Regions from separate parts of the Mus musculus genome. Here regions 2, 3, 4, 5, 6 and 7 are each linked to region 1. The links are chromatin contacts, called in public ChIA-PET, Hi-C, HiChIP or PLAC-seq and promoter capture Hi-C maps. All regions are on one chromosome and are shown on one strand. The core of a region is the stretch at or near the end of the contact, and the rest is flanking DNA. Distances in the headings are between cores, read along the strand shown. Region 1 holds the start of Acot2 (acyl-CoA thioesterase 2). Region 2 holds the start of Fam161b (family with sequence similarity 161, member B). Region 3 holds the start of Dcaf4 (DDB1 and CUL4 associated factor 4). Region 4 holds the start of Zfp410 (zinc finger protein 410). Region 5 holds the start of Ptgr2 (prostaglandin reductase 2). Region 6 holds the start of Zfyve1 (zinc finger, FYVE domain containing 1). Region 7 holds the start of Entpd5 (ectonucleoside triphosphate diphosphohydrolase 5).

Region 1 (3,336 bases), core at 486-2,985:
CTCATTCCCGGGCACTGCCTTTAACAGGTAGTCTTAGACCAGAATGATAGTCTTTTTTTTTTTTTTCTTTTTTTTAACAGATTGCTGGGTGTGGAGGGGAGGTATTTGAGTGCATTTTCTAAATTCTCTTCTCAATATAGGACATCATTGCATGAGAGGCACTTAAAGAATTTAAAGGTCCTTATAGGCAGGGAATGGTGCCCTAAGGTGTAGAATCCAGCATTTCCAGTTGCCTAGCTGTGTGTGCCTTAGCAAATCAGGCTCTCTGGTTCTAATTGTTCACCAAATAGGGTTCTTATTAGGATTAAAAATAAGCTATTATTATTATTTACTTTTTTTGGTTCCTGGGACTGGATGCACAAAATAAGGTTGAAGAATCCATAGTAGCAATACAAAAACAGTTATTTCCAAGTTCCATGACCAGTGCGGTGCGAGGTCATTTGAAACTCGGTGAAAAGTTTTGCCTGGGCAAGATCTTCAAGGTAGATACCCTAGCCTGCTTTTTCTATAAGTGTGATAAAACTCCGACCAAAAACAGCTAGCGGAGGAAAAGGTGTATTTGGCATTCATTTCCTGAGGAAAGTCAAACAGCAACTCAAGCAGGGGGCGTGAACCACAGGGGAGCAATGACTTGTTTCCCTACACACACACACACACACACACACACACACACACCGTTTGTATGTCTCTGATCCCTAGAGTTGAACTTGCAGAATGCTGTGAGCTCCCTTATGGCTGAGGGAAATGAGTTCAAGTCCTTCGGAAGAACAGCCTGTACTTTTAACCTCTGAGCTAATTCTCCAGGCCCCATCCCCACCCCCAGCTTTCTAATAAAATCTAGCTGACCTGCCCAGCGTGGAACCTCCCGCAGTGGGCTAGGTCCTCCCACACAAACCATCAGTGACACATAGGCCAATATGATACAGGCATTGCCCCAAGTGAGGATCCCTGCCTATTCCAAGGTGTTTCTAGTTTGGGTCAAGTAAACAAAATCTAACACAGTTGTCTTCTTAGGAACAGAGACAAATACAACTTATATAGTCTCAGGTTTCTGTAATAATAAAGATGTGCAATAATCCTTGTAAGGTTTAAGGCCTTGGAAGAAAAAAAAATCACTGATTGGAAGCAATAGCTTATATAACACTTGGGAAATGTGTAAAATCCGGGATGAGTAGGAAAAAGTGTTTGCCTAGAGGGTCAAAAGACGAGCTCAATGTAAACTATGACATCATTTGACTATTTTTACACGAGTGTGGAATGTAGGTAAAGGGTCACACAGCCCATGAGACATTAAGGCCATTGGACATGGACATTAATGTGTAGACTAAGCACGCGCAAACAGCACACAAACAAAATATCATGATGCACGTTTTTGAAAGAACAGTCCTAAGATTAGTAACGAGTGTCTATTACTCTAGGACGTGATGAAACTCAATTGCAATCTCACATTCTTGACTCTGCAACCTTAGGAATTTGGCGACTGGAGGTTTCATTGGGTGAGAGGCTTTTAAGAGCGAGCCCTGGTCCAGCCCACTTTTCATGGGGTAAAGAGCACCTGAAAAACAGTGCTAGGTTCCGGATATAACGGAGTCTTAACGCACAGACGCCTTAGTCAAAGCGTCACTACTACTTTTGCTTTTGTTGCTTGCTTTGCTCTGTGATCCTCCCAGCTCAGCAAGCACACAGCTCAGTCTAAGGACTGCAGGCAGGCAGCTGGCCACTAGAGGATCTCTTAACTTTCTCTGCGGAACCGAGGGCTGAAGTCAACGACGCAAAATGGTGGCCTCGTCTTTCGCTGTCCTGAGAGCAAGCAGGTTGTGCCAACAGGATTGGAAGAGCTGGGCGCGGCTGTTTGTACCTCCGCCGCTCAGCACTGGTGGCCGGACCACTTGGGCGCGGACAAATGCGACGCTGAGCGTAGAGCCCGAGGGCCGCAGCTGCTGGGACGAGCCGCTGAGCATCGCCGTGCGCGGCCTGGCCCCCGAGCAGCCCGTCACGCTGCGCTCTGCCTTGCGCGACGAGAAGGGCGCGCTCTTCCGAGCCCACGCGCGCTACCGCGCCGACGCTGGCGGCGAGCTGAACCTGGCGCGCGCGCCCGCGCTGGGCGGCAGCTTCTCGGGGCTCGAGCCCATGGGGCTGCTCTGGGCCATGGAGCCCGAACGGCCTCTCTGGCGCCTGATCAAGCGCGACGTGCAGACGCCCTTCTTGGTGGAGCTGGAGGTGCTGGACGGACACGAGCCCGATGGCGGGCAGCGGCTGGCGCAGGCGGTGCACGAGCGTCACTTCTTGGCTCCCGGGGTGCGGCGCGTGCCCGTACGAGAGGGCCGGGTGCGCGCCACGCTCTTCCTGCCCCCAGGTGAGCAGCCCTCCACATTTCCCTTTGCTCAAAGTTCCCTGTGGGTGTTTGTTTGTTTGTTTGCTTTTGGTTTTTTTTGAGACAGGGTTTCTTGTATAGCCCTGGCTGTCCTGGAACTCACTCTAGACCAGGCTGGCCTCGAACTCAGAAGTGAAGAAAAGGGTAGCTCCAAATGATCTAGGACTTGGTGGGAAGGAGATAGGACTGGACTGGACTGGACTGGACCGGAAGAAGCCTGTTATAGTGATGCTGTTTGCCTGAAGCTGGTCCTTCAATTCCGCTGCTAAATTAAAAGGGCATCATAAGACAAGGGGAGAGGCTCCTAATAATAAAGTCCGCAGTGTTACACCCACATCCCCTAATGTTCTTTTAGAATGTCTTCTGTCTTTTCTTGTGGCAGTGTGGGAACTCAAACTTGGCAAGCACTCTTCTACGAAGTTTCCAATATTTTTAATTTTTCTTGGTTTTTAGCTGCATATGGAGGTTCCAGCAAAGGAGGCAGGAGAATCAACAGAACTCTCAGGCAGTGATGGGGGAAAGAACTCTCAGGAGAAGCCATTAGTATTCTGACATTGAGACAAGCTTCATACACTTGGGCTAGAGGGTGTGGCTCCGTTGGTAGAGTGCTTGCTTGGAGTAGTACTGGGTGCTATCCCCAGCACAGGGTAAACCTGGCAAGAAGGCACAGCACTGCAATCCCAGCACCCACAGGTCGAGGTGGGAGAACCAGAAGCTCTCGTTCATTGTTGGCTACAGAGCCTTACTGGGTTATACCGGTATATTAGATGGTCTTGCCTCAAAATAACAACAACAAAAATGGCTAAGTAAGCAAAATCAACAAAATATTTAAATGACAACTAAAAGTGGTTAAAGAGAGGTACACACACACCCATGGGCATGATGAAGAAGGAATTTTCAAGGGCCCCTTCTATCTTAGTATGCATCTGTTCGTGAGCAGGTGCTGGCCCAGTGTTTGCTCT
Region 2 (3,470 bases), core at 947-3,446, 370 kb after region 1:
TCTTAGGGCAAAGGTAAACAGCTGATAAGGATGCATAATCCTTTAGAAGACAGAACTGTTAGTAAGTCTGCAACTATGGTATGGACCCAGGAAAAGCACTGCCGCTTGGTGACCTTGCTCCTGCCCTTGGCTGTATCTGCTAGGCAGAGTACAGATGCTCTTTCACACATGATGCATCGTCTATATCCAGATAAGTCCATTCTAAGTCACAGTAGTTTAAGTAAAAACGTACTAATACATTAACCTACTGAGCAGGGCACTTAGAGAATAGCTATTGTTCACACTCCTGATTGTGCAACTCACTAGAAATAGCAAGTCCCTGGACACTGTGTCACCAAAGCAGAGAGTGTATCCTATTGCTATTTAAAGAAAGACTGAAATCTAGAGCTGGGAATTTAGCTCTGTGGAGAGCACTTACCTAGAATGCACAGGACCCTGGACTCAGTCCTCAGTACCATAAAAATAGAAAAATAAAAGTATGGAGTATTAGCCAGGCAGTGGTGGCGCATGCCTTTAATCCCAGAACTTGGGAGGCAGAGGTAGGCGGATTTCTGAGTTCGAGGCCAGCCTGGTCTACAGAGGGAGTTCCAGGACAGTCAGGGCTAAACAGAGAAACCCTGTCTCGAAAAAACAAAAAAAAAGTATGGAGTATTGTTTCTACTGAGCGCATGCTTGTCCATCATTATAGTGTGGAGAGCAATCTGAACCACTGAGGTTGGGGGTGTCTGACTTTGAGTGTTAGGGTGATTTTTATTGTCTCAGTTGAGTCTTGTAGTGATAGAGGGAAGGTGGTGTGGCTGGAGGACAGTGGCCTGAGATGTCCTTAGAGTGGTAGGTACAAGGCCACCAGTGGACTATTGATGATTAGTGGCAATTGGAGCAGTCCATCTGAGTTAGAGATAAGTGTGTGCTCTAACCCTAGCTCTGCTGCTGAAGAACATGTGATCTAGAGCAAAACTCTCTCCTTCCCCTGCCCCTCTCTCTCTGTTGTGACAGGGTCAAAGGGCGACCTTGAACTCCTTATCCTTCTGCTTTAGTAATTTGAGTTGTTGGGATTACAAGTTTGAGCCATAATGCTGGCTCTTTCGTTTTAAAAACAACTTTATTGAAACACAATGTCCATAGTGTACAAGTGAGCCATTCAAAGCGTACTCTCCTCCAGTTTCTAAAACAGCCAGGGTCATCTAGCAATCACAGTAGAAGTCAGACCATTTTCACCATTCCTCTAAAGCAGTGTCCTCAACTGTTCTAATGCATCGACCCTTTAATACAGTGTTTCATGTGGTGGTGAGCCCCAACCATAGTCATTTTCATTGTTAATACTGTAATTTTGCTACTGTTATGAATTGTAAGGTAAATATCTGATATGCAGGATGATCTTAGGTGAAACAGATTGAGAATCTCTGCTCTGAAGCACCAGTGTAGCATTTAATTGTCACTTATATCCCTTAACCCTCCCACATCTTCCTCTCAACCTGTCAGCCCTAGGCAACTACCAGCCTACTTTCTGTTTTCAGAGATTTCGGGGCAAATTGCTTAACCCATCTCTTTTCTTTTCTAGAAAATGGGTTTGAGAGGATACAACACATTAAACACATTCAGTTTAATGAATTTTAATATATTTGAAGAGCTGCGTTTCGGTGCGTTTTCCTTACTCTAAAACGACAACAAAAACCTTGGAAGCTTTTAGAAGTCTCTCCTCACCTCCTCAGCCCTTTTAGAAGTCTCTCCCTGTTTCTCCTCACCTCAGCCCCATGCAATGACGCGCCCCCTAGATTTGCCTTTTCTGGATAATCATATTAAGATAGAGATCGCTTTTAAGATTTTCAAGGTTAATTCGTGGTTTGTTATTAGTACGATTCCTGATATCAGAGCCTGGTACAAGACACAAAAGACCCACGTCCCCCAAGACTGGTTCTCTAAGTGCCCAAGCGCTGCCAATTTTAATTCTTCGCCCTTTGATGACACGCCCCTGACTCTGTCTCCACGGCAACGCTAAACAGTTTCCACTCTTGAGGATTCCTTGCTGAGGCATCCGACTTCCTCCTTTCTCCACTCACCTCACGGCTCCACTCGGCGCACTCAGGACCTCCCGCAGTCCTCCCCACAGTCATCTTCCTAACTAGAGAGAGAGAGAAGCAGAGGTGAAAGCAGCAGTGACAACCGTGACAGCGGCGCCGGCGGTTAGGTACTGCTAGCCACGCCCCTTCATGGCTTTAGCCTTGGATTGGCTTCCAGTCTTTAGTCTGTTCCGCCCAATGAGGCAAGAGCGTCTTCTGATTGGATAATTTTCTTCAACTATTTTATTTCCGGTTTTGAAGACAGGGCTAAAACCACACAAGGTTGACGACTGCCCCGGAAGCACTTTCCAGGACCTATCAGGGAGAAGTCCCGGGCGCGGGCGCAGGCAGGAGTCATTATGGCGGCCCGCATTGGCTCCATGGCAGGCTTGCTCTGCGTTCGCTGGTGGAGTTCCGCGCAGCTCGCAGCCAGAGGAGGCCCGCTAGTTGCCAGCCAGCGATGGGCGGGCTCCTCGGCAGACACCGTGTACGACGTGGTGGTGTCAGGAGGAGGCCTAGTGGGCTCTGCCATGGCTTGTGCCTTAGGTAGGTGCATCTCGACCGCGGGCTGGAGGATCTGGGCTGTGGAGGGACGGTACTCACAGTGGAGGTCGGGACGCTGTCCAGACACCTAACGTGCCTGACCTGGTGCTTTGCTCACTGTCCTTCCAGGGGAGTCCTCGGGAATGGCATGGGTTCTGCGGGATCACAAGTGGGCGGGCCTTTCTAAGTCAGTCTGACCCTTGAGAACTGTCCAGGATTGTTTATGAGCACCTCGAGAGGCATCGGGCTTTGTAGTATCGGATGGTAGATCGGATTGACCTCGAAATCACAGAGATCATCTTCCTCAGTCTTCTGAGTGCTGGGATTAAGGCCCGCGCCCCCACTCCTGGTCTTAAAGCTGCTTTATTAAGATAACATTCATCTAGTTATAAGTGCTCCCACTTAAAGCGTACAGTCCAATGAGTTTTTAGTATTTTTGCAGAGCTATTCAGTACCTACAATAAGTTTTATTACCGTTTCCTTACTTTATAAAAAACCAAAAAGCAAAAAAATAAAAAAAGACTTGGAATTCATTAGATGTCACTCTCCACACTTCTGCTCACCTTCTCAGCCCTACAGACTCTCCTACTTTCTGTCTATAGATTTACCTTTTCCGGATAGTTCTATGTAGTTGGAGATATACTCTGTTTTAAAGGTTAATCCAGGTTGGAGTCTGTATCAGACAGCTTTTGTTTTGAGAGCTGATGCCATCCTCAATTGTGTTGAAAGTATGCTTGGTTTTCACTTTTGGCCTGTAAAGGAATGATGCTAGTAGGGACATTCTGTGTGCAAACTTTGGTGTGAACAGTGTTGATCATCTCGAGGCTATTCTCTAGTGAAATCTCTGGGTTATGTGGCAATGCTGAT
Region 3 (3,107 bases), core at 358-2,857, 470 kb before region 1:
GTTTTTCATTTTATTTTGAATTGGTGGTGGTGGTGGTGGTGGTGGTGTGTGTGTGTGGCTTCCTTTCACCTCTGGATATTATACACTATCTAGACACCGAGTTAAATTTGTAACTCTGGCTGCTTAGTCACTGGAAGCCATAAGCCAAGCACCTGATTTGGGGTCATACATAGCCTTTACTCTTCAGGACTTCCTTTTTCAGCATTACTTTCTACCCTCACTTTACCTGAGAGAAAACAGAGTCGGGCCATGCCGCTTGACTTGCTTCTGACCATGGTTCCTTTGTGAAGTGAGTGTATATTACAGGTTTCCAAGGCAAAACTGGTGTCCACCCAGTTCCCATGGTGGGAATTCAGTGAATCCTGTCAATGGGGTCAGTCAGCTGCCTGTTTGCCAATCCTTCACAAGCCTCCCATGGCCGCCTCCTCCTCCCCCCTCCTCCTCAGTCCTCCAGGGTCCTCAAGGCTTCAGTTTACAAATCCTGCCTTCCTCCTCCCAGAATTCAGGTCAGAGATTCTCCTATTGTTATGTCTCCCATCTGCCCACAGCTTTACCCAACAAGGCTCCAGTCTCTGAGGTCCCATGGTTTTCCATGCCTCTGAGGCTGTTCTCCAGCCTCAACCACTTTGCTAAAGATTCCAAGGTCCTCACAGCCAGTCCAACCAGTAGCTGAAACAGGCTTCCAGCCACATCTTCTTTGAAGTCTGCTTTGTCCTTTTCTGGCAGTTCAAGCTCCGGGAAGCAGTAGTGCTCACTTCTCTCGTTTCCCTCAGAACCTAGCACTCTGCATATCCCTGCACACGTCTGTAAACTTGCTACAGGCTGAAGTGTTTTCATAGGCCCACATCTATGATCACTAATAGCTAGCTTCTAGCGGTCCAGCATCAGGAGCCTGGGCGAGCACCGCACACAATGAATCTCAGGAAGGGATTCTGTTCTCCAAATGCAATTAAGATCAAGGCTGTTGGTGGTCCCCACTTAGCCTGACCTATTTGAACCCATTCTGCTCTCACTACTATCACTTCTGACCTGTTACAAACTCCGTCTTCTTTGCAGTGGTACTCTGGGGTGGTTTTCTGACCAAGGCACACGTGTACCATTCTAGAAATATTACCTGTACAAACTTTGGGCTGGAGATCATTGACAATATTTGTTCAACTTTCTTGTTACAGTGGAAGAAATTAAGGCCCAGAGAAGTGATAAGCACACCTTAGGTCACATAGCAAGGAGGAAACAACCTGACCTAGATTCAAGGAGCCTCCCGGCACCGGCAACTGCGTCCCAAAGTCTTTTTCGCTTTCCTCCTCAGAGTCTCCTTTGCTCTTTCCACAAAACAATCATCTTCCCTCTCTCACATATCAGTGTTAACTCGGGCCTGTGTACCAGCTCCAAGCCGAGAGAAATTTCTCGGGATATGATCCGCAGTAAGAAGGAAGACTCACTGTCAAGAGAGTACCAGGGACTCTGAGGAGGCGGTAGCAATCTCTAGCCCCGCCCCAAAGCGCATCAGACCCCGCCCCTAAGCGTGCCAAGCCCGGGCACGCTCGACCAGGACAAGGCGGAAATCCTAAGTCCCGCCCTCCGTAAAGACCGCCCCTACTGACATGGACAGGCAGAAGCCTAATTCAATGAGAAGAAAGAACCGGCCGCTTTAGTCCTATGGGGTGCGACAACACAACATGAGGGTCTTTCCGGATCTTTGCACGCCCCTGGGTGCTCCAGCCCAGAAGTGTCGTAGCTGAGAGGACCATCTGTGCAGGTAAGGCTGTTCCCATGCGTGGCGTGCATCTGGGCGCCGACGGAGGGTGCCGCTGTACCCACGCAGAGGACAGAGAAGGCAAGGCTGAAGGCAGGAGGAGTGAGCGTGCCATACAAGGCCGGAGTGGGCGTGGGCCAGGACCTGGCGAGTCCTGCGGCGTCCCCAGGATCCCCTTGCAGAGTCCAGCCTGCAGTAGACCTCTGCCTCTGTTGAAATTTGGGCTGTGAAGAAACACGAGGCCAGGAGGCCAATAGTACTTTATGGTATAAATTTTGGAAGTTTATGTTTTTGGTTTTTTTGTTTTTTGGTTTTTCGAGGCAGGGTTTCTCTGTGTAGCCGTGGCTGTCCTGGAACTCACTCTGTAGACCAGGCTGCTGGCCTTGAACTCAGAAATCCGCCTTCTGCCTCCCAAGTGCTGGGATTTTGCTTTTTTTTTTTTTAAAGGCTTCTTTTATGTATGTGGATATTTGGCGTGCATACATGAGTGTACTTCGAACAAGCCTGGTGTTCAGGGAGGCCAGAAGAGATCAGTGAGATCTCCTCCAGCTGGATGATCGTGAGCCGCCCTGCGGGGTGCTAGGATTTGAACCTGGGTCCTCAGCTTTCTTAACCACTAAGACATCTACACACACACACCTTTTAAAAGAGCTTTTATTTTTAATTGTGTATGTGGGTGTGTGTGCTTACATGTGTCTGTGGAAGATCCAAGAGACCCAAATGTGTCAAACTCCTGAAACTGTAATTTGAGACGTTGTGAGCTCCTGAACTCTGAAGAACAGCAAGTGCTCTTAACTGCTGAGCTATCTCTCCAACCCTAGCGGTATCTTTATAAGACACAGAAAGAGAGGTTACGTGGTGGCTTGCCTGAGGTTGTGTGCAGGCTGGTATTTGGAAAAGTTAGGAAGCCCAGATGTGGACCAGCCTCCATTCCCTGCCACAGTAAGATGGGTGTTAGTGAGAAACGAAGCCTTTCCACACCAGTTCTAGTGACTTTGGGGAGCGCCACAACTCCCTCCACCTTGGATGACCAGACACAGCCTTGTGTGTGGAGCAAGGCAGTAAGAAGAAAAACATAAAACAAAACAACTAACAACTCCAAGTCAGCTACTCGGAGAAGACAAAAATCCCACGACCTGGAAATCCAGTTGTCGATAACAGTGGAAAGTAATCGAGGTGGTGTCTTTTGGCTGATGGAGCCTACAAGTGCAGGATGCTCCTGTATCTCTAATGCGACTTTGTTAGTCAGGTATTGTTAGTTCTATAAGCCTCGGTTTCCATGCTGTGTAGTAGGGTTAGCTTATTATGGTTGTGTATTTGTGTGTATGTATAATGTATGTGTGTAAGTGAA
Region 4 (3,597 bases), core at 514-3,013, 330 kb after region 1:
GGGTTCTAGAATGCAGATCCTCTGGTAGAGCAGGAGATGCTCTTAGTGTTGGCCACCTCTCCAGCCTGTCTGTACTTAATGGCATAAGTACATAGGATTTCGGGCAGCATTGGGAGTATTTACAGATTGTGGAACAGTTTGGGGTAGGACGTTTTGGGCTGGGAGTGGTCTGAGAAGATAAATGAGTGGTTGGGAGTCTCCAGAGACAAGGTTTACATCCAGGGATGATGTTTGTGTTCTGCCAAACAACTAATTGAGTAGCAAGCCTAACAACTTACTACGTGCTGATAAAAGCTTGTGTTTATTTTAGGAATTTTTTTTTAAAGACAAGAGTCTGTTAGGTAGCTTGCTATGTAATCCAGGCTGGCCTGGAACTCAAAGATATCCACTTGGCTGTCTGCCTCCGAGTGCCAGTGTTAAAGGCCTGTATCCCCATTCTGGGCTTATACTTTGGAGAACTAATAGATATAAACATCACTAAGAGTTTCACTGATGAAAGTGAGTCGGAGTGGTCAGGGCAGAACACTGATCAGTACTCTAGGGGCTCTGAGGTCAATCCCCAATGGTACCTTCCCACAACAAGCCCCAAGTAATCAAGCTCCAGAAAGCTATAGGATTAAGTAAATTAACCAATGGTTATAGACATGACTATTCCAGATATACTGATGTATCACATTTGTTTTCTTAATTTTCTCAACCTTTAGAAAAATAAAACTGGAGATGTTTTCTGAGTATGACTTATGACCACTTTTTTTTTTTACAGTCAATATATTTTAGAGGCAAAACAAATTAGCAGCCACTAAATCAAATTTTGCAGCGTTCTAACCTTGTTTTACATACTTTCTCTGGACCCCAGTTTTTCTTTCTGAACAGTTCTTCATCTCTTCATATAGTGGTAACTGGTAAATCTTTGTTTTTTAATCCTTTCTTAAATTTTAGGATTTTAGCTCCTAGTAAACATCTCCTTGCCACCCCAAGATTTTTGTCCCAGATACTGTGTAGGCCAGTTGTCCTTGTCATGGCCATCCTCAAATGGGATCACAGTCATGCTTCTCAGTGCGCAGGACAAACTGTATCGAGGAAATGTTTTCTCCCGGAACATTTTGTACCAAAACTATGACTCCCTAGCTCATCCAGACTCCTGGCTTATCTCTAACTTGAAAATGAGCGCCTTCAGAGAACATTATATCTCACAGGCACTATCTTTAGTCCCCTACTCTTCCACACCGCATCATGTTTTGTTGTTGTTGTTGTTTTTTGTTTTTTTGGACAAGGTCTCAACTATGTAGCCCTCGTTCACCGGGAACTCCTGGAGTACTGGGATTGCTGGAGTTACAGGCGTGTGCCACCACTGCAGATCTTAAGTTTCATGCAGTCAAACTCGAAAGTTTCAACAAGAACTATTATCCAGCTTGGAACTTAGTTATCTGAGCCCTCAGTCAGTGCATCCAAGATCTCTGGAGAATTCTTAAATGTTTCTAACGCTGTACGTGTGCCTAAATTCACACCCAGTCCTAGGGGCAATGCAAGGCTTGATTTCCAGGTCCCTCTTTGGGCCATGAACATTTCAGGTGCTCTTCATGGGCTTTTGGTGTTTCGGGAGCTGTCACAGGTCCTCAGCTCCGGAGAAAGCTACCCTCCACCCCGCGCCGTCTCACCCATCCCAGCCGCCGCGGCCCCTGCTGAACAGCTCCGCTCAGCGGGAAGGCAGTGACGTCACGGCTAGACTGCACTGACCTGGTTTCAGATTTCGCGGACCTGAGAACCCTGAAGGGCAGACAGGAGGGGACGGGGCGCTGCGGTTCCTCGGCCGGGAGGGAACCCTGTGTGTGTCTCGGGCTGTGTATGCGTGTGTATGTAGCGGGGAGCGAAGGATCGCTCTCAAGCAGCGGCCCAAGAGTCAGCGCCTCCTCCTGAGAAACACCCGCGGGCGGAGAAGAAAGCGAGTGGGTATGTTGATGGGGGGCGGCCAAACTTCCTGTCCCGCTCTGGAGCTGCTTCCGGCGGGAGCCGGAAGACGCCGTGTGTGGACGGGATTCGGGGCTGACTGACGGACGGACGGCTGCCCGAGACTGGAAGGTGAGCTCCAGGCTAGTGTAGCCACCCCCGCTCGGGTAGGTGGTCCCGCCGAGAAAGGAAGCCACTTATGGGGTCTGGGGATCTAGAGCCGGGTTCGCCCCCGAAGGGCGCAAGGAAGCCGTCCCCCCAGACTCCCCCAGGCGTCTAGCGGGCGGGGAGCGACCGGTCCGAAGCCCGGCGGCTGCGGCCCTAACCCCTTTGGGGATCTGGGGCGCACCGTTTCTCCTCCTTTGCTTGTTCTTGAGGGAGGGAGCTTGGAGACCAGCCTGCCCCCCCAGAACGCGGGAGTCAGCGAGTCCCCCGGGCGGAGGCTCCGGACTGCACCCGCGGCTGGGCCCGCCCGCAGACCTAAGGGCCTTCGGCTGAGGCCTTTGTGCTGGCGGGAAGGGTTGACAGCGGTGCCCTGCCCGCGTTTCACCCAGGGCTGCCGGCACCTTTCCTGGGTCCACTCTCTGCCTTGGGCTGGAATAGGGAAGGGACGTCTGCGGACCAGAGCCGGACCTCTGGGGTCTCCTTTGCCTGTCACCTCAGGCCCGTGTGTGGGCAGCGAGTGTTTGCAGCCAGGATGTGTTTTGCTCGTTCAACTTGTTCTCTGAAGTTTCTCAAAAGAAGACGATCCAATTAGTTTATTAAACTTTATCTCACTTGCTCATGAGGCTCTGAGATGTACTTAGGAACCATTTGGGAGTGAAATATTATTGATTTGGGGTTAAGAGTTCATACATTTACATTACATTAGACACAAAGATCAGTGGAACATATGTAAAGAGAATAAAACATAGTTTGAGGTCAAAACGCGCAATTCTGGGTGTTTGGCGTTGAGAAATTACACTTTGTGGCAGATACAGGGCAGCCAAGCATCAGAAAATGTGGTTCTAATTTGAGCTTTGTATCCCAGTAGGTGTCAAATTTAGGTAAATCCCACAATTTCTAAGGTTTTTTTTGGGGGGGCAGTGGGGGGAGGAGTATGTCAGTGAAGAGGTTTACCGTTAAGGGCTGGCCATTATTCTGAGATACTAAACTGCATATGGAGAGTGACAAGCAGAAAGATACTGAGAAATCTAAACAGCATCACAGGAGTCACTTTGGGGTCTGGTTATTATTAATTGCTGGGATTATTAAAACATGTAGGATGAGAGGCACTGCTAGGTAAAATTTGCAGCTGAGTGGGAAGATTGGGCAATAAATAAAAGATAATTCAAGAAGAACAGGTTTGGTAGGGGAGATGATAATCCGTGTTTAGACATGGTTTGGTTTGACATGCTGAGGATATATATGCAGAATTAGTCCATAAGCAGTTAATGAAAGTTTGGAATTGAAAAGTCAGAGTGAAGGGGTAGGGAATTGGGTATCATTTGTCATGTTATTTATCCTCTGAATTATTGTCTGAATATTTATCCAGTGCTCACTGGAAACCTGTATGGCAGTCATTTAAACTCACAATAATGACTAATTTAGAAGTGGGTAGTGACGTCAGGGTTTCTTTTTGGGAAAATGTAAAATTAGCCAAGTATGGTG
Region 5 (3,635 bases), core at 591-3,090, 300 kb after region 1:
TTTAGCAAACGATTACATAAACCTATCAGATTAAATGCTTATATTTAGTAGGAATGTTGGGGCGAGGGACGCAGACTGTGCCACAGTTTGTTTGCATTAGGTTGGGGGGAGAAAGGTTGGCACCTCCCTCAAGTTAAGTCTGGAAAACATTTATCTCTGGCACCGGTTAAAGGATGAGAGACAACGCAAAGCTGCAGAGAAGGAAGAGAAGGGGATCCTGAACTCACAGCAAAGGCAGAAACAGAAGGACGTATTTGCTCTCATTTGGGGACTTGTTCCTTTACGTTTAGTTCCTTCATCTTGGCGCTTGAGTGATTAATCTCCATTTCCACATTAGTAAAATGGCAGTGGCCGCAACCTTGAAAATAAAAACCAAAGCCAGTGCTGGCACCTTCAGTCCAGGCACTCAGAAGGGAGAGGCAGGTGGATCTCTTTGAGTCTAGGCCAGCCTGGCCTACAGAGTGAGGTCCAGGATACCCAGGCCTATGTAGCGGCACCGTGATGCAAACCAAACCGCACCACACCACACCACAAAAAATAAAAATAAAACCATATCAGGAAAAAAATACCCATATGATACATGGTACAACTCAAGTCATACAAACGACTGTAACCCTTAGTGTGAAGAGAAAATTCAGAAGGGAGGAAAATAAATAAACCTGAACTCCTCCATGCAGTTTTTGAACATCTGAGACCTGGAGAAAAGGGGACTTCACATCAAAAAGGGCCCAAACTAAGTTTCTTCTCTTTGAGTTTTAGATGTAATCTATAGTCTCCCTCTGTTTTCTGCTATCACTTTTATTGTTTTTGAGCGTTTCCTCTTTCTCTGGTTCACTCAGCTGACCACCAAGAGATCAGATCCTGCTGGAAAGTTATTTGGAATGTGGTAACAGTCTCCTACCCCATTCTTCAAGTTTTCCAAACGAAGTGAAAATGTTCAGATGTTCTGTTACCCGGGCCTCCAGTCCATCTGATGGCTGCCCATTTGCCGGCGGTACTGGTATTTTTCAGCTACTCTTTATACCAGAGTTAGAGCTCCGCGATTAGCCCTTGCTGGAATACAGTGCTAAGGGCGATTCCTACAGCCGCTTGATTAAGTCCGTTAGGGTTTGCAGTTCCTGGAGATCCCAAGTTATTCTAGAAACAAACCACACCCGATAGTGACTAGTCAAGTGGTTCTCAAACCATGAGTTTCTAGCTTCTTGGGGTCCCCTTAGACCATCGGAAAACATTTCCATTACGGGTCGAAACAATAGCAAAATAACAATTATGAAGTAGCAATGAAAATAATTTTATGGTTGGGGGGGTCACCACGCACGAGGGTCACAGCATTAGGAAGGTTGAGAACCGCTGCTTTAGTCCTCTAGATCTCAGCTTGTTCACCTACAAAACAAGGGTTAGACTTGATGCTATTTCTCACTGTGATTCCCCAACCTAAGACTCAGTGAATCTAACATGAATCAAGTTTCTTCCAGAGGCTGGGGCTGGCTGTCAGGGCGTCTGCCTAGACCGTGCCAGGACGCGGGTTCAACCTCTGGGGGCACAAGAGGACACAGGGGACTTGATCTGAAGTCATTAGTTAATTTGCTCTCTTGGTCCTGGAGGCGGGGTCGGCCACGGAGCCCTAATGAGGTTAACTTATGGATACTCCTTGCCTAGACTAGCAACGTATCCTGTGATTCTCACCAACCTTGGGGACCAAAGGATCGCGTATGAACTTCAAAACCCCGGCCCTAGGAGACGAGAGGGCAAGGAGGCCGGCTTAGTCCTGCGCTTGCGCAGTGTGGTCCTAGGGCTAAGGTCGTGCCGCCAGCTGACCCTTCGCTGTTCATCAAATCCCGCGAGATCTCAAACTGACAGACACGCAGGGGGGCCACTGTATCGCTGCACCGGAAGCTGGATTAAGCCCGCAGAAAAGGAGGAAGTGCCGAGCCAGGGTGACCTGTGGGCGTCCTCCTCGAGCTCCGGGCGACACCGGCGGTATAGCTTGGGACGCTAGACTAGGGAATGCCCCGTAACAGGTGCTCTCCGTTTTGTAAGAATTCCGAGGGTGAAGTTTGGGCGCGACTGTGTTTGAGGTGCTTCAGATTTGAACATCTATTGAGCGCCTACTGTGTGCCACGCATAGGGGTATACTTATGTCATGTTGAAAAACCTCAGCACCAAGAGGTTTTGATCCTCTTGGTGCTGAGGATCCAGGAAGTCGGCTTGAAAATGTGAGATTACTAGTAATTTCTGTGAAAGTGGTTAGTCGTGGGAGCCATAGAGGAAGGTTGGCTTTCTGAGGTGGACATTTGCACACGATGGCATAGACAGCACAGGGAAGGTCAGCAGAGCCCTTTGTGGCAGAATGGTTGAACAAAGTACGGCTAAACAGGAAGTGTGTTTTATTAAAAGATATTGGGGATAAGTTGTGCGACCTTGGACAAGTTATTCAGCCCCTGTATGGCGTCTGTGAAAAGGATAGCATGTTTGCAACTTCATGGCGGTGGTGTTTGAGGACGGAGTTGTATTTAAGCAAGCTGATTAATAATTTATTTTCTTCTGTATTGGGAATTGAGTCCAAGATCAGCCTTCCACCTCCCCTATGCATGCTGGGCAAGAGGTTTTTACTACTGGGCTATATTGCCAGACTGTTTTTCATTTTTATTTTGGGACAGGTTCTCACTAATTTGCCCAGGCTGGCCTTGAATTTGCCGTCTGTATTCCATCTGCCCAATAACTGGGATTACAAATGTAAGACGCTACCATGCTAGAGCATGTCAACTCACCCAGTTCTGGGATGCCTGGAAACATTCAGGAAATAAACTATATGACCCCTCCGAGGTCCCACCCAGCTAGAAACAGAACATGTCCTTTGCCCTTGTGAGTTCAGTGAGCTTTTCCTTACAATAGTCTGCTACACAGATGCTTAAGGCGTATTTTTAATGACTGTCATTGAACCAGATCTTTTGGTGGTATTTTAGAATGGTCGAATCAATTAGAAACCCACTTTAATTTAACAGCAAATGGGGTTTACTGAGGTCTACTCAGCTCTGCCTCCATTATGATGCCTCCTAACCCACTGCCCTTCAGGTCTTGAATGTGATCTTTATTTTAGATGGAGAACCTGTGAGTAAGTCATGGTTGATTTTGTTTGTTTGTTTGTTTGTTTGTTTTCGAGACAAGGTCTCTCATATCCCAGAATTCTGGCCTTGAATTTTGTTATGTAGTTAAGTCTGGCTTTGAACTCATTCCTCTCTCTTCTACCTCCCATGTGCTGAATTACAGGTGGGAGGCATCACACTGGCTCTGTTATGTGTATCTAGAGAAATAAGGCAGAATGCTGAAAATGGAGAACAGATAACTGTCACCGTGTGATGCCTAACACTGACTGTCAACTTGGGGGGATCAGAAATCACTGAATAGACAAGTTCAAGGTGTACCCATGAGGGATTGGCTTCATTTTAAGATGACTAAGGTGGGAAGATTCACCCCAAGGCTGAGTAGGACGATTTTTTAGGTTTGGGTCCTGGACTGAATAAAAACGACAAAGCCAGTTGAACACCAGCATTCCTTGTTCTGGTTTTTTTTTTTTCCCTAAAGACTTATTTATTTTATGTATATGTGTACACTGTAGTTGTGAACCTTCATGT
Region 6 (3,204 bases), core at 232-2,731, 390 kb before region 1:
ACAAGGGAGGCAGAGGCAGGTGGATCTCTGTGAGTTCCAGGCCAGCCAGGGCTACACAGAGAAGCCCTGTCTCAAATATGTGTAACAACAAAACACTTCTAGACCCAGAGCTTCTTAAAGATTTTGCTGGTTTGTTGGTAAAATGCTCTTCTCATTTCATTAAGCTCTGATTCAAAATCACTAAACAGACAGCTTTTAGGAGGCTAAGCCCTCTGCACCTGCTCCTTATATATGAGAAATGGAAAAGGAGGTCTGTAAAAAGCTAAGAAAAATATTGTAACAATAAATTCACACCACCCTCAAAGACCTCTACAAACCCAATTATCCTTATAAAATGGACTCTCTCAGCTCTAGTCGAGCAAAGGTCTAGTAAGGACTCTAAAATTGACAACAATAGTCCCAACTTCATTTTCAAAAACAGTAAGACAACTACTGAGCTTCCTCCTGTGCCTCCTCTCTACAGAGGAAGAGAACCGGCAGCAACAGGAGGCAGAATTCCAGCACTTAGGCGCACAGTAGAGCCAGGCCCTACAGTGAGTCAAAACAACTCATTTTCTCTTGTCACTCAAACACTTAAAACAAAACAAACCAAGTCAAAAACTTGGGAAGACAGGAAAGGGGGTTTTGGGTCACTAACGTAACTACACTCCTAATTCTCCCTACCTTTGCCTCCTATTCCAAGAGCACAACCAAGTGTAAAGTCCTCCTTTCAGATATTCACTCCTCCCTTTCAGTAGCCAATCTATCCATCTGATCTTCAGATAAACAAGGCAAGGGAGTAACCAGGGGACCTTATTTTCACCTTAACCTCAGACGTGTCCAGTCAGCTCCCAAAAGGGAAACAAAAATCAAAACTTGTCACTACTAAGAAAAACAGAAAACCAACCTTCAAAAGAACAGCTGACCCTCACCACCACCAGGCCAAGCAAACAATATGCCACTCGGAGCAAACCCCCCCCCCCCAAACCTCGACGCCTCTCTCCAATCCAGGGTCCCTCACCCACCTTGCTCCCGGACACCACCACCACAACCCAAGGGGTGGCAGCGGAGACGAAGAACAAAGAAGGCCCCCCAAATTTCACACAAACCCGCACATCCCGGAGCCGAATCCATTGTTTATGCCACCCCACCCCCACTCGAGCCGCACCCGTCCCCCCTTCCTCCTAGGAGCGACTGGAGGGAGCCCCGGGACCAGCACTCGCCCGGGGCTGGGCCAAGGCGCCCCCGCCCTCTCCGCCGCGGCCCACAGAGCCCACCCGGAGCAGTTCGGCCAAGGCAAGGCGGTGTGGGGGACGCGGATTGCCGACAGGACCCGGGCTGCTCTAGGGCCCCGGCGGATCCATCCTCAGCTCCATCTCCGCCCCCTCCTCCTCTGCTGCCTCCCAGGCTTCCTCCTCTCTTGTTGTCAGTTGGAATCAGCTGATCAGAGTGAACTTCTCCCAGCTCAGACCAACAGGAAGGCATGAACAGCGCAGCCCAGCTAGGGAGGAGCGGCCAGGGGCGGAGCGCGACGACGGGGAGCGGGAAGGGCGCTTGCGGCCTTTTGGGAGTTGTAGTTTTGGGGGGATTGTCGTTCTGCCCTACAGCCCTGAAATACAAGCTCCACATGACTACAATTCCCGATGGAAGCATCGTCGTTGCGAATAGGCGGGACAGACAAGCCTGAAAGCATTTCGGGACTTAGAGTCTCGGCCGGGGCTGAGGTTTTTGCAGGTTGCAGCGACTAGTTTAGGGCAGTGGCCCGGGAAGGAGTATTGTAAATTAAACAAAAGATATGATGTTCTATATAACCAGGAAATGGCACGGCACATTATTATTGTACATCTTTCCTTCAGAAATGCTCAAAGTGGAAAAATACCAGTAAACATTGAGAGGATATTACTATGCTTGAGGCTGTTTTGTTTTCCCTTCAAAGTTAATCAACTGTTAATTTTGTTCCAGCCTTATTCCTTTTCTGCCTTTTTCCATACATAGACATCATAACTTCTAATTTTTATATTGTGCAGAATAGTTACAGTACACACTCCAATAAAATTTAAGATAACAGTGTCTGTAATACTATTGTCTGATTTTTTTAATAATAGCTTTATATTTGTTTAGTACTTTCACTTTTTTCTCATTTATTTCTTGAGACAATATTGAGAGAAAATACAATGCATGGAAAAGATACTGGTCTGTAATGCCTAGGAAAACTAACTACATAGGTTGGTAGGGTAAATCACTCAGTCCTTCCATAAAATAAAGGAATTTTGCTGTGTAATTTCTGATGGCTCTGCCAATCTTAACATATGATTTTTATCTTGATAATGGTTAACCTGAGAGAGAAAACTAAGGTTAGGTTACTTGCCAAGGTACACAGCAAATTATTGACAACACTGGATAAGACCTCATCTTCTGATTCAAGAGGACACTCATAGATCTCAGGACATAATTAGATCAATAGTTAAGCCAAATCTACAAAATAGTGAATGAGCTATGTATACGGATTATATTGCTGAAAATTAACTCTTCATGACACAGAGCCAACAGCGGCAAACCTGGATGAACTTTTTATTTTTTTACCTGTACCACATCACCAACCAGGATAATAAGAACTAAGCCATCTACAATCACATTAAAAAGTGTTTACCAGAAATAAGATGGTGTATGGAGAAGAAGGGATTTTATAAAAGTTAAGCTAACAAGTTTTAAATAAGCCTGAGGTTGGTTGGCATGACAAAGGTTTTATCCCTAAGACTGCCTCTGTGGCTGTGTGTAGCTTTGCCAGATTATTTCATAACCTTGCTTATAAAGTAAATATATTGGTCTATGTGTGTCCCTCAAAAGAGATTGGCTGTCTGGCATACACAAGGCCCTGGGTTTGAGCCCCAGCACCATAAAAAATGGGGGTTTGATAGGAACAAACATTTAGCATTTTAAGTTTTATTTTGTGTGTGTGCATATGGGTGCTGGTACATATGCACATGAGTCAAGGGTGTGTTTAGGCCAGAGGTCAATCTTAGGCATTATTCCTTAAGAGCCATCCACCTTGTCTTGTTAGTTTTGGTTGGTTGGTTGGCTGGTTGGCTGGTTGGTTTGGGGTGTTTGTTTATTTGTTTGAGATCTCACTTAGCCTAGATGTTACCGAGATGGCTAGACTGTCTGGCCAGTGAGCCCCAAAGATCCTGTTTCTGTTACCCAGCACTGGAGTTATAAAAGTAAGTT
Region 7 (3,300 bases), core at 1-2,500, 420 kb after region 1:
TCTCAGAGGTAATGTACATTATCTAAGGGAAGGTACATGATGTAGAGGTGATTCTACTCATAAGTTCATGGCATGTCACCAGAAATATAGTCAAAATAGGCCATAGCCGTGCTAGCAGAAGGTTCAAACGGTTTCCAAGGTCTCTCATCAAATCTACTTGCTTACTCTAACCGCAAAATTTACAAACCACACAAACCACGCCCTCTGGGGGGGGGATGAGGTGGGAAAAGAGAGATTTAGAGGTCAAAGATGTCACCTTACAGTTAGGGGCTTAGTAACTAAGGTCTCCCTAGAGAGAGGGGAGGAGGAGTTCTAACAATGATGTTTCAAAATAAATGTTAAATGAAATTTGAAGCGGAGTGATAAAGCAGAACCGCGCTTCACTCCCAAGCCTATTGACAAGGCAGCCACAATACCTGTCTTCCGTAATGACTCACTCACGCTCAGTGAATGAAGACATAATCACAGGGTTCCTCTTCTGAACCAACTAGAATACTGGATGGAGTACTACTCCTCGGGAACCCGGGTGCGAGGCAAGTGCTTGCAACTTTATGCAACTTGCAGCAATGGGACTTCAGGCACTAGAGGATGTGGGCGATGTTAACTAACAGGAACCTGGCGGTCGGCTGGAGCCAAGCACCTGCCACCTAGATCCGGGGACCAACGATCCCCCCCCCCCCCCCCCGCCACACCGCTCCAGGCAGGGGAGCCAGAGTCTGAGCACCGGAGCCCGCGGACCCTCGGAGGCTGACAGCCTCACTCAAGCCACCGCCCTCGGAAAAGTCAACTGCCTCCCTGAAAGCGTTTGGCCTGGGATGTCCCCGGGTGCACTGTCCTCCAGGGAGCCCGCGAGACAGAAGCGAGGATGGAGGGGAGGTAAGCATGAGGCGGGCAGCGAGGGCGCCGCCACCGAGACAGAAGCAGGGATGCGGGCAGGACCGCCACGGTGGCCGCGCCAGAGGCTTGGAAGATCCGCCCGCCCGACTGGAAGCGCTTCAAGCCTCACTGGCGCCGCTCCGATGCGCGCGGGGCGGTCGGAGAGCCGCCGGCCATGGAGCCTCAGGGGGCGCGAGACAAGTCGTGGGAGGCTAAGACGCCGCAGCCCCGCGCCCGACACCCGCCCCTGCCGAGCTCCCGGCCTCCCGCCCGGCTCCAACCCCGGGAGCGCCGCCGAGGCTCGTGCACACTCACCGCGCGCGCCGCCCTGGCGCGGACGCCCGCCGCCTCGGAGCGATCTCCGCCCCGCCCCTCGCCGCGGTCACGTCACGCGCGTGCGCCCTCCGCGTGCCCTCAACGGCGCGGAGGACGTTAGCCCTTCGGCGTGGTGGTTTCCTTAGAGACGGAGTCGGCCCAGGTGGCGGCCACCAGGACACCAGCACGGTGAGACTCCCGCAGAAGTCAAGATGCCGGCGAAGGACAAGAGGAAAGACAAGAGGAAAGACAAGAGGAAAGGCAAAAACAAAGGCAAAGAACCAAAGTAAGAGCAGCGCAGAGGCTCCCCGTTCCCCCTGCCTACCCTTGTCATTTTGCGGCGCTAACTGGATGCCTCTGTCAGGCTTTTGTGGACAGCTCCTGTTCATTCTTGATTGGCCCTAAGATCTGAGAGCTCTCCATTGTGAGACTGATATAAACACATTCTTTTCTATTCTAGCTCTTGTCTGAGTGGTTAAAGTTGTTCCTTGGGTCATTCAGGAATCCTCTTGGGATCAAAGGGAGCACGCGAAATGATTTAACTGGACGGATCAGTACACACACAAACACCACACACAGAGACACAGAGTGAACAGCTATAGCGCTAACCCCATGGATGGTCCCTAGGAATTGTTGCTAGAATGTCAATAGAATGACTGGGCTACAGGATGGTTCCTCAGGACTTTGGAGTCACACAAGGAGTTCAACGCCGTAGATGAGAAATGCAAAGGGATCGCTTAAGCTTGTGACTGTAATGTGAATTCTCTGGAGACAAGTTAAGTAACACACACCTCTGGTCGCATTGCTCTGGAGGCTGAGGCAGGGAGATCACAGCCACTGCTACATATGGAGACCTCGTCTTTAAAAACAAGTCTGAGTGTAGTTCAGTGATAGAGTGCTTCTTGTGCAGGGTCCTAGGTACCATCTCCAGCAAAGTAACTTAAGAGAGTAACTTTCTTTTTAAAAAAGATTTGTTTATTTTTATTTATATGCATACACTGTATGCTGTCTTTAGGCACACTCCAGAAGATCCCATTACAGATGGTTGTGAGCCACCATGTGGTTGCTGGGAGTTGAACTCAGAACCTCTGGAAGAACAGTCAGTGCTCTTAATCTCTGAGCTATCTCTCCAGCTCTGTACCACAGTGTTTTGTTAATGCTGGTGCAATCTTTATTTCAAAGGACTTTACCTTTTGAATCCATCCTAGGGCCTTGATGTATACTTACCATGCATTCTACTTCTACTTCTACCTGATACATGCATACCATGCACTCTAACTTTACCTGATGTATGCATACCATTCAGTCTTCTTCTTCCTAATGTATGCTTATTATACATTCTACTTCTACCTGATGTATGCTTACTGTACATTCTGCTTCTACATGTCTACATTCCCAAGGTCTTACTTTTTTTTTCCCCCATCTCTGCATCAATGACTATGGTGTGTGTTTTTCAGGCATCCTTAAAGCCTGGGATAATGTGTTACCAACAATTGAAGTACTTAACATGAAGTACTTACCAACAAATGAAGTACTTAACATACCTGCCCCAAGTAACCTGATCCTTTGTCTAAGAACTAAGCAAAACAAAACAATAGCAACAAAGGCTGTGGAGAGGACAGATATACAACAATTGTGTCTTCGTGTAGAACATGAGACCCAGGCTCACAACTGAGTGAAAGAGGAGAAAGGATTGCAGAGCACTTGCCTAGCATGCTCGAGCCTGGGTCTGATACTCAGCACAGCAAAGAGCAGGAAACAAGAATATGGAGAATGGAGTACATGAGAAGCTAGAGAGCTTTATGAAATACATTTGGCCTCTTATTTCCTCTTTGTTTTTCTCATCCTTTAAGTCATACTTCAAAAATAATTAATAGTCATACTCCAAAGTTCTCCTCTTGAGGAAGAAGCACCAATTTAAGTCTCTTATATGAATACTAATATATATATATATTATTAATGTATTAATGCATTAGTCCAACAATATATGCTTTTATGTGTCAGGCAAGCCAAACAAAATAGAAATGATACTAATAAATTACATGTTGTCAATATCTTCTTCTGCAGGAAAATAATCAAATCAGATGAACCTGCAATTGAAAGAGCCAA

The links. Promoter capture Hi-C pulls out the DNA fragments that hold promoters and counts their contacts. A called contact is a pair of places that touch in the nucleus more often than the background predicts. ChIA-PET counts read pairs in DNA pulled down with a chosen protein or histone mark. HiChIP or PLAC-seq counts read pairs in DNA pulled down with a chosen protein or histone mark.
Region 2: an RNA polymerase II ChIA-PET map of memory CD8 T cells shows a contact between it and region 1, with 18 read pairs. The contact joins the promoter of Fam161b here to the promoter of Acot2 in region 1. A contact is called at or near these places in 1 of 39 promoter capture datasets (neural stem cells), 1 of 484 Hi-C or Micro-C datasets (CD4 T cells), 2 of 115 datasets of contacts at active chromatin or transcription factors (memory CD8 T cells and microglia) and 1 of 9 other capture datasets (liver).
Region 3: a Hi-C map of CD8 T cells shows a contact between it and region 1, with 4 times the contacts expected there. The contact joins the promoter of Dcaf4 here to the promoter of Acot2 in region 1. A contact is called at or near these places in 2 of 39 promoter capture datasets (embryonic stem cells and pre-B cells) and 1 of 484 Hi-C or Micro-C datasets (CD8 T cells).
Region 4: an RNA polymerase II ChIA-PET map of memory CD8 T cells shows a contact between it and region 1, with 43 read pairs. The contact joins the promoter of Zfp410 here to the promoter of Acot2 in region 1. A contact is called at or near these places in 8 of 39 promoter capture datasets (the 3T3-L1 cell line, the C10 cell line, cranial neural crest and 4 more), 1 of 484 Hi-C or Micro-C datasets (forebrain), 9 of 115 datasets of contacts at active chromatin or transcription factors (the SCID.adh cell line, double positive thymocytes, effector CD8 T cells and 6 more) and 2 of 9 other capture datasets (adipose tissue and pancreatic islet).
Region 5: a contact with region 1 is called in an H3K4me3 HiChIP or PLAC-seq map of embryonic stem cells, with 2.6 times the contacts expected there. The contact joins the promoter of Ptgr2 here to the promoter of Acot2 in region 1. A contact is called at or near these places in 1 of 39 promoter capture datasets (embryonic stem cells), 10 of 484 Hi-C or Micro-C datasets (the G1E-ER4 cell line, differentiating embryonic stem cells, embryonic stem cells and 2 more), 12 of 115 datasets of contacts at active chromatin or transcription factors (the SCID.adh cell line, T-cell acute lymphoblastic leukemia, bone marrow-derived macrophages and 6 more) and 2 of 9 other capture datasets (adipose tissue and embryonic stem cells).
Region 6: a contact with region 1 is called in an RNA polymerase II ChIA-PET map of memory CD8 T cells, with 12 read pairs. The contact joins the promoter of Zfyve1 here to the promoter of Acot2 in region 1.
Region 7: a promoter capture Hi-C map of the HPC-7 cell line shows a contact between it and region 1. The contact joins the promoter of Entpd5 here to the promoter of Acot2 in region 1. A contact is called at or near these places in 2 of 39 promoter capture datasets (the HPC-7 cell line and cranial neural crest), 1 of 484 Hi-C or Micro-C datasets (CD8 T cells), 2 of 115 datasets of contacts at active chromatin or transcription factors (effector CD8 T cells and memory CD8 T cells) and 1 of 9 other capture datasets (adipose tissue).

What each region holds. Positions count from the first base shown.
Region 1 is chr12:83,986,126-83,989,461 of GRCm38.p6, forward strand. It overlaps Acot2 (acyl-CoA thioesterase 2), which reads left to right and starts at 1,736. Exons shown (of 3, transcript NM_134188.3): 1 at 1,736-2,356. The coding sequence starts at 1,777.
Region 2 is chr12:84,359,632-84,363,101 of GRCm38.p6, forward strand. It overlaps Fam161b (family with sequence similarity 161, member B), which reads right to left and starts at 2,197. Exons shown (of 9, transcript NM_001358283.1): 1 at 2,061-2,197. The coding sequence starts at 2,114. Coq6 (coenzyme Q6 monooxygenase) reads left to right here and starts at 2,337. Exons shown (of 12, transcript NM_172582.3): 1 at 2,337-2,606. The coding sequence starts at 2,420.
Region 3 is chr12:83,518,859-83,521,965 of GRCm38.p6, forward strand. It overlaps Dcaf4 (DDB1 and CUL4 associated factor 4), which reads left to right and starts at 1,608. Exons shown (of 14, transcript NM_030246.2): 1 at 1,608-1,759.
Region 4 is chr12:84,315,096-84,318,692 of GRCm38.p6, forward strand. It overlaps Zfp410 (zinc finger protein 410), which reads left to right and starts at 1,764. Exons shown (of 12, transcript NM_144833.4): 1 at 1,764-2,079. It overlaps Ptgr2 (prostaglandin reductase 2), which reads left to right. Exons shown (of 10, transcript NM_029880.3): 10 at 1-737.
Region 5 is chr12:84,283,456-84,287,090 of GRCm38.p6, forward strand. Ptgr2 (prostaglandin reductase 2) reads left to right here and starts at 1,841. Exons shown (of 10, transcript NM_029880.3): 1 at 1,841-2,021.
Region 6 is chr12:83,595,741-83,598,944 of GRCm38.p6, forward strand. It overlaps Zfyve1 (zinc finger, FYVE domain containing 1), which reads right to left and starts at 1,482. Exons shown (of 12, transcript NM_183154.4): 1 at 1,257-1,482.
Region 7 is chr12:84,407,779-84,411,078 of GRCm38.p6, forward strand. It overlaps Entpd5 (ectonucleoside triphosphate diphosphohydrolase 5), which reads right to left and starts at 1,251. Exons shown (of 16, transcript NM_001026214.2): 1 at 1,192-1,251. Bbof1 (basal body orientation factor 1) reads left to right here and starts at 1,290. Exons shown (of 12, transcript NM_028377.3): 1 at 1,290-1,477; 2 at 3,259-3,300. The coding sequence starts at 1,404.